Linked DNA regions of Sus scrofa: region 2 is linked to region 1. Evidence: chromatin contacts called from public HiChIP or PLAC-seq data. All regions are on one chromosome and are shown on one strand. The core of a region is the stretch at or near the end of the contact, and the rest is flanking DNA. Distances in the headings are between cores, read along the strand shown. Region 1 overlaps LHFPL2 (lipoma HMGIC fusion partner-like 2). Region 2 overlaps ARSB (arylsulfatase B).

Region 1 (5,921 bases), core at 1,370-3,869:
TCCACCAAGTCTTCTGGTGCTCTTGTTTGCTATTTCACATAAATGGCGAGTGTGTTCATTTTGGCACAAAGATGAGTACATATTTTAGTTATTATTCATGCACTCCAGTGAGTTGCTCTTGACTCTTCTCTTTCCCTCTGCATCACTTGGGGAGAAGGGAGTAGCAGGGTACCCAAGATGCTGCTCTGTTGGCCACCTGTCTCTTCCAAAAGCCTTGATTTTCTAAAAGAAATCTTTCTCCTCACCCCCTTTCACTAACGTGCTCTGCGTATGCATATAGGATCTCCAGAAGTCTGAAATTACTCAAAATTGCCAAGAGGCAGAGCTTTCTCTACTGTGTCAGATTTTGCATCTCTAGAGGGCACTGATCTAAGGCTAAGAACTAAAAATAGAGGAAAGTGGTTTCTCTTGACCCCTTCCCCCCAGTCCAGCAGCACCCCTTTGAGAAGAAATCTTGGGAAAGATGGACTGAACACTGGTCAGCCAACTCCTTCAGGTTGGGAGGAGGTGCACATCTGTAAGAGATGCCCAGTGGGCTGTTTTGCTCGTTAATAGAGGTCTCCTCCGGGCAGTTTAAGCCCACATAAGGGGCAGCTGGGGCCCCTGAATCTCTGGCTGAGAGAGTTGCCCACCCCCCAGGGTCTGGAGCAGCTGACTGTACTTTCTGTCCTCTTGGCTGGTCTGTGAGAGCATCTGGTCACCCCAGTCTCAGCCAAGGACTGCCGCAGCTGTGAGCATCAGTCTCTCCCCTCCCCGCAACCCCTCTCTCAACCCGGGATCTATTCAACATTGAAACAAATGGTGAGAAAGGAGGCTGCTGCCAGAACAGCAAAAGGATTCTTTAGAAATATACTCGGAGTGTGTTTGTTCCTACAACTTGCATTTTGGCAAAAAAAGGACTTTTTTGTAAACTGTAACTGGGTGAAAAATTACAAGCTGTTGTAAGCATATTCTTTTACTACACGTAAGCTTAAAAGCCACCGGCTTGTATAGCTGTCACTGTGCACAGTATAAGGCATCAAAATCTTAGTATTTTGATTTTAGAAGTCAGTGGAAATCTCAAAATCCGAGTTACTTAACAACAACTCTTGACTTTTTTTTTTTTTTTTTTTTTTTTTTTTTTTTGCCATTTCTTGGGCTGCTCTCGTGGCATATGGAGATTCCCAGGCTAGGGGTCTAATCAGAGCTGTAGCCGCCAGCCTACACCAGAGCCACAGCAACGCAGGATCCGAGCCATGTCTGTGACCTAACCACAGGTCACAGCAATGCCAGATCCTTAACCCACTGAACAAGGCCAGGGATTGAACCTGCAACCTCATGGTTCCTAGTCAGATTTGTTAACTACTGTGGCACGACAGGAACTGCCAACAACTCTTGACTATTAAGCTAGTCCCGATAGCAGGATTTGCCCTCAAGGCCTCACCTAATGGTAGACATCCAGCTGACTCCCAGCTGACACTTGTGCACAGATGCCCTGGCTGTTCAGTACTCATAGCAGCAGTGAGAGCTCAAGCCTCACCTGCCTTGGCTCAGCCCTGACCTCACCTAAAAGTGGCTGTGAAATATTGACCAGTTTACCTCGTCTCTAAGCCTGTTTTCTCACTTAAAAATGGGTATAATAGTAGTTCACACCTGTCTTAAGGATTAAATTAGAAAAATATGTGAGAAAGGTTTTTAAGCACAGTGGCACATAGTAAATAGTAAGTGGTGGTAAATATAAGCTATATGATGATTATGATGATGGAAATATTTCAGGTACTAAAGTACATTTTTTTGTGTTTCCTATAGTTGTTGCATTCTAAGGACTAGGGGTATCTTTTATGGACTTTAGAATTGCCCTTGTTCTATTGAAATCAGACATGATTTCATCATACACAGCCATTCCCTGGCCTCCCAGTAGCAGTCCTGGGGCTCCGATGTGCCTCTGGGTGTCCTCAGGCATTTTTTTTTTTTTTCCCCAAGCTGAATTGACAGGAAAGCAAAGAACTTCGTCCTCTCACGCCTCTTCCCTGACACATACATTCTCCATTCCTTTCCTTTCTGGAGGCAGCTTCTAGCGGTTGAGTTGCAGGTTCTCAGGCTCCCCTTGCAGAATAAATCACAGGCTGATAGGTCTTCACTGGGTGAGGATTCGCCCAGGACTTCTGGCAGAACCAGAAACACACATAGCCCTCTGGGATTCATTACAAAAGCTGGGGAATCGGCCAGCAGGGTCATCTGTCGCCAGCTGCCTTCCTTAGGCTGTGACCTGGATGTGCTCCACAGTGAGAGTGTAGATGCACATATCCAGGTTTTCCATGACAGCATCGAGCAGTTTGGGTTTGGAAATGCTTGGAGGTCCCTCTTAGAAGTATGCGGACTCTAAGACCCTCTCAGGGACTCAGGTTTGGGACAGAGCCATCACAATGAGATCAGGAGTTGGCTTCGGCGCTGGCTGGGACTGTTCCAGTGGGGTCGCCACGAGGGTTGCAGCAGCTGCCTGCTGCCTTCCAGTCCTGCACATGCTCGTGCGCTGCTTGGCGTTTGGTTGGCTCTCACGCTCTCTAGCCCCTGTACCCCCTGTCTACACCCGTTTCAGCCCAACAGGATGGCCCCAGCAAACCGCCATCGGTGTGTCTGGAGAGGTGGCGATGGGGCGGGGCTCTGCTCTGGCTGGGTTCAAGGCCCGCTCTCGCTGGCAGTAGCTCGGGAGCTTGCTTCTTGGAAGCAAGCCATGATGGAGGGCGAAGGAGAACAGTGCAGAAAAGGAAAGGAAAAGAGTCAGAGGAGAAGACTCCGAGGGAGAAGACAAGCTGAGGGTTTTGTTTTGGGGGCTGGTGGAATGGCTCTGCTTCGGCGGGCCCGTGACATGCACGTGATCACTGTTTGGGGCTTGGCACCCTCGTGGCTGTGTTTCACAGGGCGAAAGATAACCTTAGCGTCAGAAGATAAAGGCAGCTCATCCTGGTCGCTGCATCCATTTTGACTTTTCCCAAACCTGACCTGTTCACTCCCAAGCCAAAAAATCAGGTCATCACTGGAGAGGAGAGAAGTAAGAACAGAGCTTGGGAAGCGTAGGGAGAAGGCAAGAGATGCTTGCCTCTTCCAGAAGCCTGGCCCCATTTGATACCTGAGAAATTCACCTGGCTCTCTCTGAGAAGGCGATGTGACCTTGGTTGCCCAACTTCAAAATGCCTTCAAAGGAAAGGCATGAGGAAAGTAAAGGGAGCACCCCCTGCTCCTCCTTCTTAGAACAAGGCACCAGAAGCTTCCAGCTTGTCCAGAGGAGGCGCCAGATTCCTGGCCTTCCACACGGCCCCTCCACCAGAAGTCAGGCCTAGCAGTTCTCTGTCTGCGTCCATTTAAGAGTACTGCTGATGATGACAATTTACCAGTTCCTCGTTGAGGAAAACTAAAGAATGCAGAGATATTATAAGGCGGGCCAGAATTAAATTTCAATTCAAGGAGCTTTCATTGGATGCCCACTAAATTCAACGGCCTTAGACTCAGGTCTACAACTTCCTGAGTTTCTGCTCACTAGCCATTTCAGAGAGCCACTGCCTCAGAAGCTGCCTCCTAGAGAAGAAGGGGGAAAAATGTATCATGTATAAAGGGAACAAAAGAATTCAACTGTATCATTAGAGGAAAAACTACTGCCTAAGAGCAAGTGGACCAAGAAGGTATTAATTTGAGTAAATCTACAGACAGAGCTCTCTTAAAGAATCAGTTGGAAAATGTAGAAGGAAATTGCAAACTCTCTTAAAATTTAGATGTAATTTGCAATTGATATGCAAATAAAAAGTGTTTTGCTATGGTAACCACTTAATTGCAGACATAAATTATCATGGAGCCATGGGTGATCTATGTTCAAATTCCAGTAAAAAATAATTGCTTAAGTATGGCTCTGAGTATTTACACAGGCAGTTCAAGGCCCTCTGTTTTAAGAGCTTAATGCAGTGGTGGTATTCTTCTAAGCTGTCGCATCATTTCAGAAGTAATCTGTCTCCTATGAAGAACTACACTTCACAACATTGTAAATTAACTATAATTCAATTAAAAAAAAAAAACTGCACTAACCAGCCATAAATATGAGTTCAGTTGTTGTATAGAGGCTTCCCAATGGCTTTATTACATGGCCTACAACCTCTTTTTTTAAAAATTAGCTCCTAGTAGAGATGAAATCTAAAATAGACATATTGAGAAAATGAAGCCAGGATTTTAAAACTTTAAGCCAAAATATTTAGTGGCTATGTCTTTAGAGTTTAGAGGCCAACCCCAGGGTTCTAGCGTTAAAAAGATGGCACCTACTTTGTGGCAGGAATTATTTAACATTATCTGGATCCCCAAACTTGAGCAGGCAAGAAATTATTGTCCTGAAGATTTCAGAGCTTAATAATTAAACATTTTAGGTGTCTTATTCTACTATACACTGCATTTTATTTCAACAGCTTATTTTGAGTTATCAGTGTATTTTGGTTGCAGTCAAATAGGAGTTCTTTCTAATCCTACATATTGGATAAATAATTTATCAAGAAATATTTTATAAATTTCTTCCAGTTGCATAGAACAGTTTAGGAGACAGCTTCTCACTTGGAATGTGAAGTAAAATTTTATCACTAACTCAATAGGGAGGAATAATCTGACTGAATTAGTTTGTTGGGATGCATTTTAACAAGTAAGAGTTACGGCTTCGGAAACTGCCAGTGCAGTAATTTGCATATTAACGTGAATCATTGCTGATAAAGGCTTAGAGAGGCTTCAACATGGAAGAAATTGCATCTTTCTTATGGATTGTTTCCCCCACATATTCTGGAGGCATCTGACAATTCTTAATTGACGGTCATTAATTTTGAGTAATTAGAACAGAAACGTCCTCGGGGGGCCTTGGCAGTAAGGTCTTTTTATGACAACTATGCCCTGATTGTCTTCCAGAGAATTCTCTTTATTGCTCTGTCATCCATTCTCCCTCATTTTTCTTGCTAATTATAATTCCATGGAAGTGTTTTTAGTAGAAAACAAGTACCCTACTAGACTCCTCCAGGGAAATGGCATAAGCATTAACACAAGCTTTAAAAAAAATTATTGACACTCAATTCTTCACTTTTCCTCTCCTTCCCCTCGGAACATCATGTTGGTTAAGAACCTCTAATGTTATTGATCATGTACCAAAATGACATGTAGCTGTAATCGGCTCTGCAAAGACACTGTGGTTATCAGCTGAAAACCCTTTTCATTACCAATGAACCCCTTGACCTCCCATTTCTGGTCTAGCCTACAAAGCAGAGTTATTACATGTCAAAGTTGGGCCCAGTCTAGCTTGTCCATAAACTTGAAACTTGAAACTTTAAAATGAAGTACAGTGAAAAAAAAGGTTCAGATTCTGGATTCCAAGGAGACAAAGAATTCAGAGCCTCTTTATTCCGTACCGTGTTACTTGCACAGTAAACAAGCAGGCTTCTTAGAAAGGTGTCCTTATTCTAAAACACATACACACACACCCACACTCACACCCCCAGCAGCAACATCTCACCCAGTAGTTAGTTCCTACTTTCAAACAAGCACTGGTCCACTCTAAGGTTTTATAGACTGAAAAAAAAAAAAAAAAAAAAAAGTTGTAAGTAAAGTTTTGTTTGGGGCAAAATGAGGACTGTGGCCCGGGAGACAGCATCTCAGCTCTGAGGAAGTGCTCTGAGGAGGTAGGTGGGCAAGACAGCCACTAAGTGGTGTTGGTGTTACATACATCCAGCACACATTTTTGCAGGAGGGTTCTGCTACTTGGGGGAAAGTTACTGCTAGCCACAAAGAGCAGATTCTCTGTTAAGGATTTTAGTGCTTTTCTAGATATGAGAAGGTACAAGAGTTTGGGCGCTCAAAATCTTCTGAAAACACCTAATGCTCTGTAAGCCTGTTCTGCCTGTTTTTCCAAGAGCACAGAGGGCCTC
Region 2 (5,921 bases), core at 1,520-4,019, 290 kb before region 1:
TGTGAGGACTGCTGCCCTTGAGCTGGGAGCCTTGCAAGTGAGTCGGGAGGTGGGGGACAGGCAGACAGCCCTAGCCCACCCCTTGGGGACAGAAGGGCCAGTCCCCATGGACCCATTAGCATCTGTGAAAGTAGAACCACCCACTCTGTCTCCTCTCCTGGATCTGCTCTGAAAGCATCTATTAATTACAGCTTCCATGTCTGCCTCTGGCTGTTCATTTTAGTGTATTAAGTATCTAAGTATCAGTGGCTGTTGTCAAGAGATTTCCTCTGATCCCTCTGAACTCTCACCCTTTGCCTCCCAGTGGCTGTTGCACACTGCTTATGAAGTCAGATTTGTTCCATGGCTTCCGTTTCTTCCATCACAAGAAAATCCGGTGCCGTCCCACCTTCCTCTCCTCTCTGACTTACTCTCTCCTTTCATCAGGGAAGCTTATGTGATTACATTGACCAGATCCTCTAACCTCCATGGCAGGTGGGTTTGGAGCGGGTGGCAAAGCAATTAGAAGATGAACTAGTTTCCACCTAAGCCAGAGTGAAACTCTCTTTTTCTTTCCAGCTCACAGTTTGAATTGCATCTATGTGAGCCCTGACTAATCCTGAGAGTGCACCTTTCCCCTGGCCTTTCTGTTTCTTTTGGCAGGAGTCTAACGCTGCATATATCTTAGGTGAGCTCCTTGAAACTAAGGAGCATTTCTTTCTATTCGCAAAACATTAATGGCTAAAGAGACTTAGGGCCATCTGGGCACTCCGCTTATACCCTTGACTCAGCAGGACTGTCAGGCATCCTGTCTGGTTCTGCCGGCTGCCTTGAAGTGCAAGGGTCAGACCCCTGAAACAAGCAATAGGCCCTTTGCTAGAGCCAGAGCTCCTGACCTGCAGAGGATGGCGCTGGAGCACAGTTCCCAGTACCTAGTAGATGCTTAATAAATACTCACTGAATGGAATAACCCACTTCCTGACATGGCACCAGGTATAGTGTCTATGCTCAAAAAATACATGTTGAAGTATGAATAAATTACTGGGTTTCATAGAGGAGGCGTTCCAGCCTCATTTGAACCTCTGGAAAGGCCGGGGGCTGGATAAAACAGGAAAGCAGCCATAAGCAGGGAAGCAGATGGCTGATGCAGGCCCTCCAGCCAAGGAGACCAGCACTTTTCTGTGGGAACTTGGATGACCTGACCCCAAGAAAGCTTTGCAAGAGTGGAGCAGGCAGGACAGTGCAAATCTAGGGCTTCCTCTGCTCCTCTGGCATTCTTCACAGCAGCACCTGCTTTGCTGTGCCAAGCCCAGTGGCAGCCATTTCAACAGCCCAGGAATTAGCTCCTGATCAAGGGAAGCAGAAACGTGTGTGGAAATCACTTTTTAGCAGCGACAATTTCTTTTGGAAAAGCCCCCGTAAGCTGCCGACTTTCTCTCAAGTGTTCCAATAGATACCAGAGGACTGACAAGCCCGTCTCACCATATTAATACAAGTGTCCCCTGTGCGCAGGGAACCAGATGATGGTGAATTGTCAGTTTCGGGGCTGGAGCCCAGCTCCCACATGCGAGCGGAAACACTCTCTGTGAGAGCAGAGCAATCCCATGGGGAGAGGCAGATGCCACTTTCCAGGTCCCAGGGTGTCTGCTCTTTATTCCTCTGAGGCAAGCTCTTTATCTCATCCGCGTAAGCACTTGTTTCACTTTCAGGCGAGCAAACACAACCAAATATGGACGTAGATGTGTCCTCCTCATCCTTACAAACAGCCCTCCTCCTTCTCTTTAACCATCCAGGAGAACAGATGCTGGAGTTAACATCTTAGGAGTTCATCTAAATCCATCACAAGAACTTCATGAGGTACCCTCTGAAGGAGCAATAGGACTGCAGGTTCATCCTGGCCAGTTTCCTTCTCAGCTATCAGTGCCAACAGAAGAGAGCACACGTTTTCAGCAGGACCTAGTGCAGAGCTGGATGCCTAACCAGCATCCCACCTTGGCCACCAGTTTAGGTCAGGGAGCTAAACGTCCACGTCCTCATCTCTGCAAAGGGGAGCTCACGTTACACGACCTCTAAAGCCCCCTGGGAGTTCTACCATTCTTCATCCTATAGGAATTATCTCCTTGATTGTTTTAGTGTCTTTTCTCTAAATCTGATTCTTTTGGGGGTGTGAGATTGAATTGAGATACAGGTGCTGCCCCCGCATGTGAATTTCCCAAAAGGGGTGCTTGGCCAGCTGCCAAGTCTCCATCTGGCCCCACTTAGCTCCCTCTCAAGTCTAACCAGCCCTGGGAGCTCCAGCTCACTCACTTATGCAGTAATGTTTATATGTACCCCATGCTCGGTGCTAGTGCACAGTATGTTGCTGAATAGGTCTCTGCCTTTTATGGATCTTATACTTTTAGGGGGAGACATACGAACAAAGAAATAGATAATTGCAGACTATAATGTGGATTACAAAAGATTAACAGGGCTTGACCTAATTTCATTTCAGAGGTCAAAAAAGGCCGCTCTGAGAAAGTACTGTTTGATCTGATGCCCAGAAACGGAGTTCATCAGGCAAAGAGTTGTAGAAAGTGCTCTAGGGACTGAAGTTCCCTTGTGGTGCAGCAGCTTAAGGATCAGGCGTTCTCACTGCAGCAGCTCGGGTCGCTTTGTGGTGCAGGTTGGCCCAGGAACTTCCAGAGGCTGCAGCAAAAAAGAAAAGAAAAAAAAAATGTACTCTAGGGAGAGGGAGGAGCAGATGCAGAGGAAAGGGCTGTTCCAACAGAGCTTAGTGTGTGCAAAGAACTGAAAGAAACCAGTGTGGTTGGAGCATACGGAGGGGATGGGTAAGAGAGAAGGGATGGATTTGCTAAGGAACGCTGGCTGCCGGCACAAACCTAAACTTGGTGATAATCCAGACAATGCAGACGTTTCTCATTCGCATAGAGGCCAAGGCGGGTGTATTCCTGAGCAATAGACAGCGCATCCCAGTGGGGCTTCGGGGACCACAGCTCCTTTCATCTTTGGCTCTGCCATTTTTCATGAGCTGCCAAGGCCAGCACACCTGTCTACACAGCACATTGTGCACAGAGGACTTTCTAGGCCCGGGCCTGCCTGGACATTGTGCTCCTACTCTGTCCGCATTCCGCTGGCACAGAACTAACTACAAGGAGGCCAGGAAACGTGGGACTGTCATTCCTCAGGAGGAACCAGAGCAGATCACACAGGCCCTGTGGGCCGCAGTGCAGAGCTTAGGCTCTATTCCTCCAGCACCTGCGGTATATCCACTGTCACGTCTAAAGCTCCATGTTCAATTGCTTATGTCACACAATATGTCTAAACCTAATTCATCATCCCCCTGAAAATGCAACCTCTCCCCTGCAGCCCCCGTATCTGCCTTTTCTTTCAGCGATGCCGTTCCAGACCTCAGAGTGCTTTTTTTTCCTGCTCTGTTGTTTATGGACTTTCTGGGCTATCTCAGTGCTTGCCCAGTGAGGCCCTTTGATGGGGGGTTCTTCTGGCTCTGCAGCAGAATGCTAATTTACAGAGTCGCCATGTGCGGGACCCCCACCCCCATGATGGGTATTCCTGGCTGCAGTGTTTTCACAGGGCTAAGTCATCTGGGAAGCTTAATAATCAGGTCATGGCAAGCAGGGAGATGAATCTTTCCAAAATGTGCCTTTCACGCCTGCTCACAATAATGTTACCGGCTTCCGGTTACCTACTAAACAAAAGGGCCATCTTCTACAGTTTCCGGGAACTGCATCAACCGACCCTTTTCAAACTGTTCTTATTCAGTCCCACCTCCAGCCAGCTGGCATGTCCAACTCTCCTCCAGAAGCCAACAGAATTAGTGAATTCCCATCTCGTACTAGTCCCCTCTGCCTGGGACAGCCTCTTTCTGCCCATCCCCAACTCCGAATCCTACCCAGTTGTTCAGGGCCACTGCTCATGCTCAAGTGTCACCTTCTCTGGGAAGCCTTCCTCTCCCCACCAACTAGAAAATAAGCCTTCTGACTTTTACAGCCCTGTAACACTGCCCAAACCCCTATGCCTCGTGGTTTGCAAAGACTAGGTGCTTAATTAATGTTTAAGTATTAACATTGTATCTTACCACTCCCTTGGCACTGGGCAAGTAGTGCCTTCTATTGACATCCTTCCAGTTCGTTCTAAACTTCTGGACTAGAGCTACTTTTCTTGACATATAAACATACCTGGCATGTCCTCAAAAAAAGAAGTAATTAATTTAGCGCTTTTCTATTATTCATGTAACACATGGTGCTTTCAATGTAGCAGATGTCCAGAACACTCTTTTTTGATTTCTTGTGGTTGTGGTCATTGTTGCTATTGTTTGAATATATAATCACTTCTAAACTGTAAAGCCAGGGAGTTCTCGTTGTGGCTCAGCGGTAATGAATCCGACTCGTATCCATGAGGTGTGGGTTCAGTCCCTGGCCTCTCTCAGTGGGTTGCTGTAAGCTGTGGCTCGGATCCTGTGTTGCTGTGGCTGTGGCGTAGGCCAGCAACCGCAGCTCTCATTTGACCACTAGCCTAGGAATTTTCATATGCCACAGGTGCAGCCCTAAAAAGACAAAAATAAAAAATGTGTAAAGCCAGAGCCAGTTAATGGAGGATGCTCTTTCTGGGGCTTTTTCCAGCCCCAAAGGAAGACCCTCAGGCAAAATATTTGATGGGAGACCGTGCCTGCCAGCGATTCTCTACCCGTCTGTAGGCAGCTTCCTACTTTGTTTCTTCTGTCTGTAGGAGGCTGACTCTGGGTGAGTCATGAAGAGTTCAATTGCAAATAGTCCTATTTTCCTATTTACAATCTTTCCTCTCTCCCCCCACCACCTGGAAGAAAGACATCATAGGGAGTAAAGGTATTACCCTGGAGGTCTGTCTTTTAGATTTTCAGTGTTATCAAGATTTTTCACGTGAAAAATTATGCAAGAACCAGAAGAGCACATCAGACCACATGACCTTATTTGCAGAATCTCCCTGGCTCTGTGGGGTTTGGATCACCTAAACCATTGTAGAGAAGCCTCTGATAGGATAGCTGGCCCCGCCATTCATTCCATCTCTAAATCTGCTTGCCTCTAAATACTCTTGAGTCAGATGGGACATTTCGAACTATCTTGTTTTTCTCCCCGTCTTAATTGGTTTTCCATAGGCAGGTCCCAGAAGTGGGGCTTTGCTGTACACATCCTCCTGTACGGCGAGCGGGCTGGCACTAGTATCAGAGGGAGAGGAAGAAGTGGGGAGCGCCATTTAGCATTAAGCCCCTCCCACCTGCTTTGAGCTTCCCAAAGGCAGCCTGACTTTTAGGAAAAGAGTGTCCTCTGCCCTTTCTGTGGCATGCTTCAGGAGCTGTGTCAGGGGCCTACCAGCCAGCGTTCTTCAGGAAGCACTTTCAGGATGATGGGGGCGACAGTGGACATGGGGTTTTCCAGGAGAGGACTGAGACTTCAGGAACCTCCGGGTGTCTGTCCGGTGGACTCCTGAATCAAGCTGCCAATTCAAATCAGCCTCTGCGGATTCATGACTCTTTCAGGCGGGTGCTCTCTGGAGCTGAACCGTTCCAAGTTGATCGGAAGAGTGGTTGGGACCTCTTTAGCATTTCATTCTAACTCAGTTGGAGAGCAAACACAGCATCTTTGCTGACTCTCTCGGATGCCTTCCCAGCTTTCCGTGGAAGGAGAGAATGTGATCTGAATCCTGGTTCCTGTGAGAACCTGAGCGTCTCAAAATATAAAACATCCTTAGCTGCAGCTGGGCTGCTGCCAAGAACTGGGATAGTCTAGAAAGAGTTGTCTCAAATGTTTGCTTTTTTGCCTTTGGCAGGCAGCACCTAGTAGCCCTCATTTCAGTGATTACAGGGTTTGTGCGACAGGCTGGGGTTTGGGCCATGGACTGGCCATGCTGTGGAGGGCTGTCCTTGGCAGAGTGCCAACCGGCTTCAG

What was found. HiChIP or PLAC-seq counts read pairs in DNA pulled down with a chosen protein or histone mark.
Region 2: an H3K27ac HiChIP or PLAC-seq map of skeletal muscle shows a contact between it and region 1. The contact joins two enhancer-like sites. A contact is called at or near these places in 1 of 47 Hi-C or Micro-C datasets (embryonic fibroblasts) and 1 of 2 datasets of contacts at active chromatin or transcription factors (skeletal muscle).

What each region holds. Positions count from the first base shown.
Region 1 is chr2:87,341,054-87,346,974 of Sscrofa11.1, reverse strand. All of the region lies in intron 4 of LHFPL2 (lipoma HMGIC fusion partner-like 2), which reads left to right. Among named protein-coding and RNA genes, the nearest start is that of SCAMP1, 130 kb to the right of the region's middle. Within about 2 kb of position 2,619, at least 13 of the 83 cell types and tissues checked have an H3K27ac peak or open chromatin away from gene starts, as enhancers often do. A contact at or near this core is called in skeletal muscle, where this site is marked.
Region 2 is chr2:87,635,214-87,641,134 of Sscrofa11.1, reverse strand. The region is part of intron 6 of ARSB (arylsulfatase B); the gene reads left to right. Among named protein-coding and RNA genes, the nearest start is that of LHFPL2, 140 kb to the right of the region's middle. Within about 2 kb of position 2,769, at least 12 of the 83 cell types and tissues checked have an H3K27ac peak or open chromatin away from gene starts, as enhancers often do. A contact at or near this core is called in skeletal muscle, where this site is marked.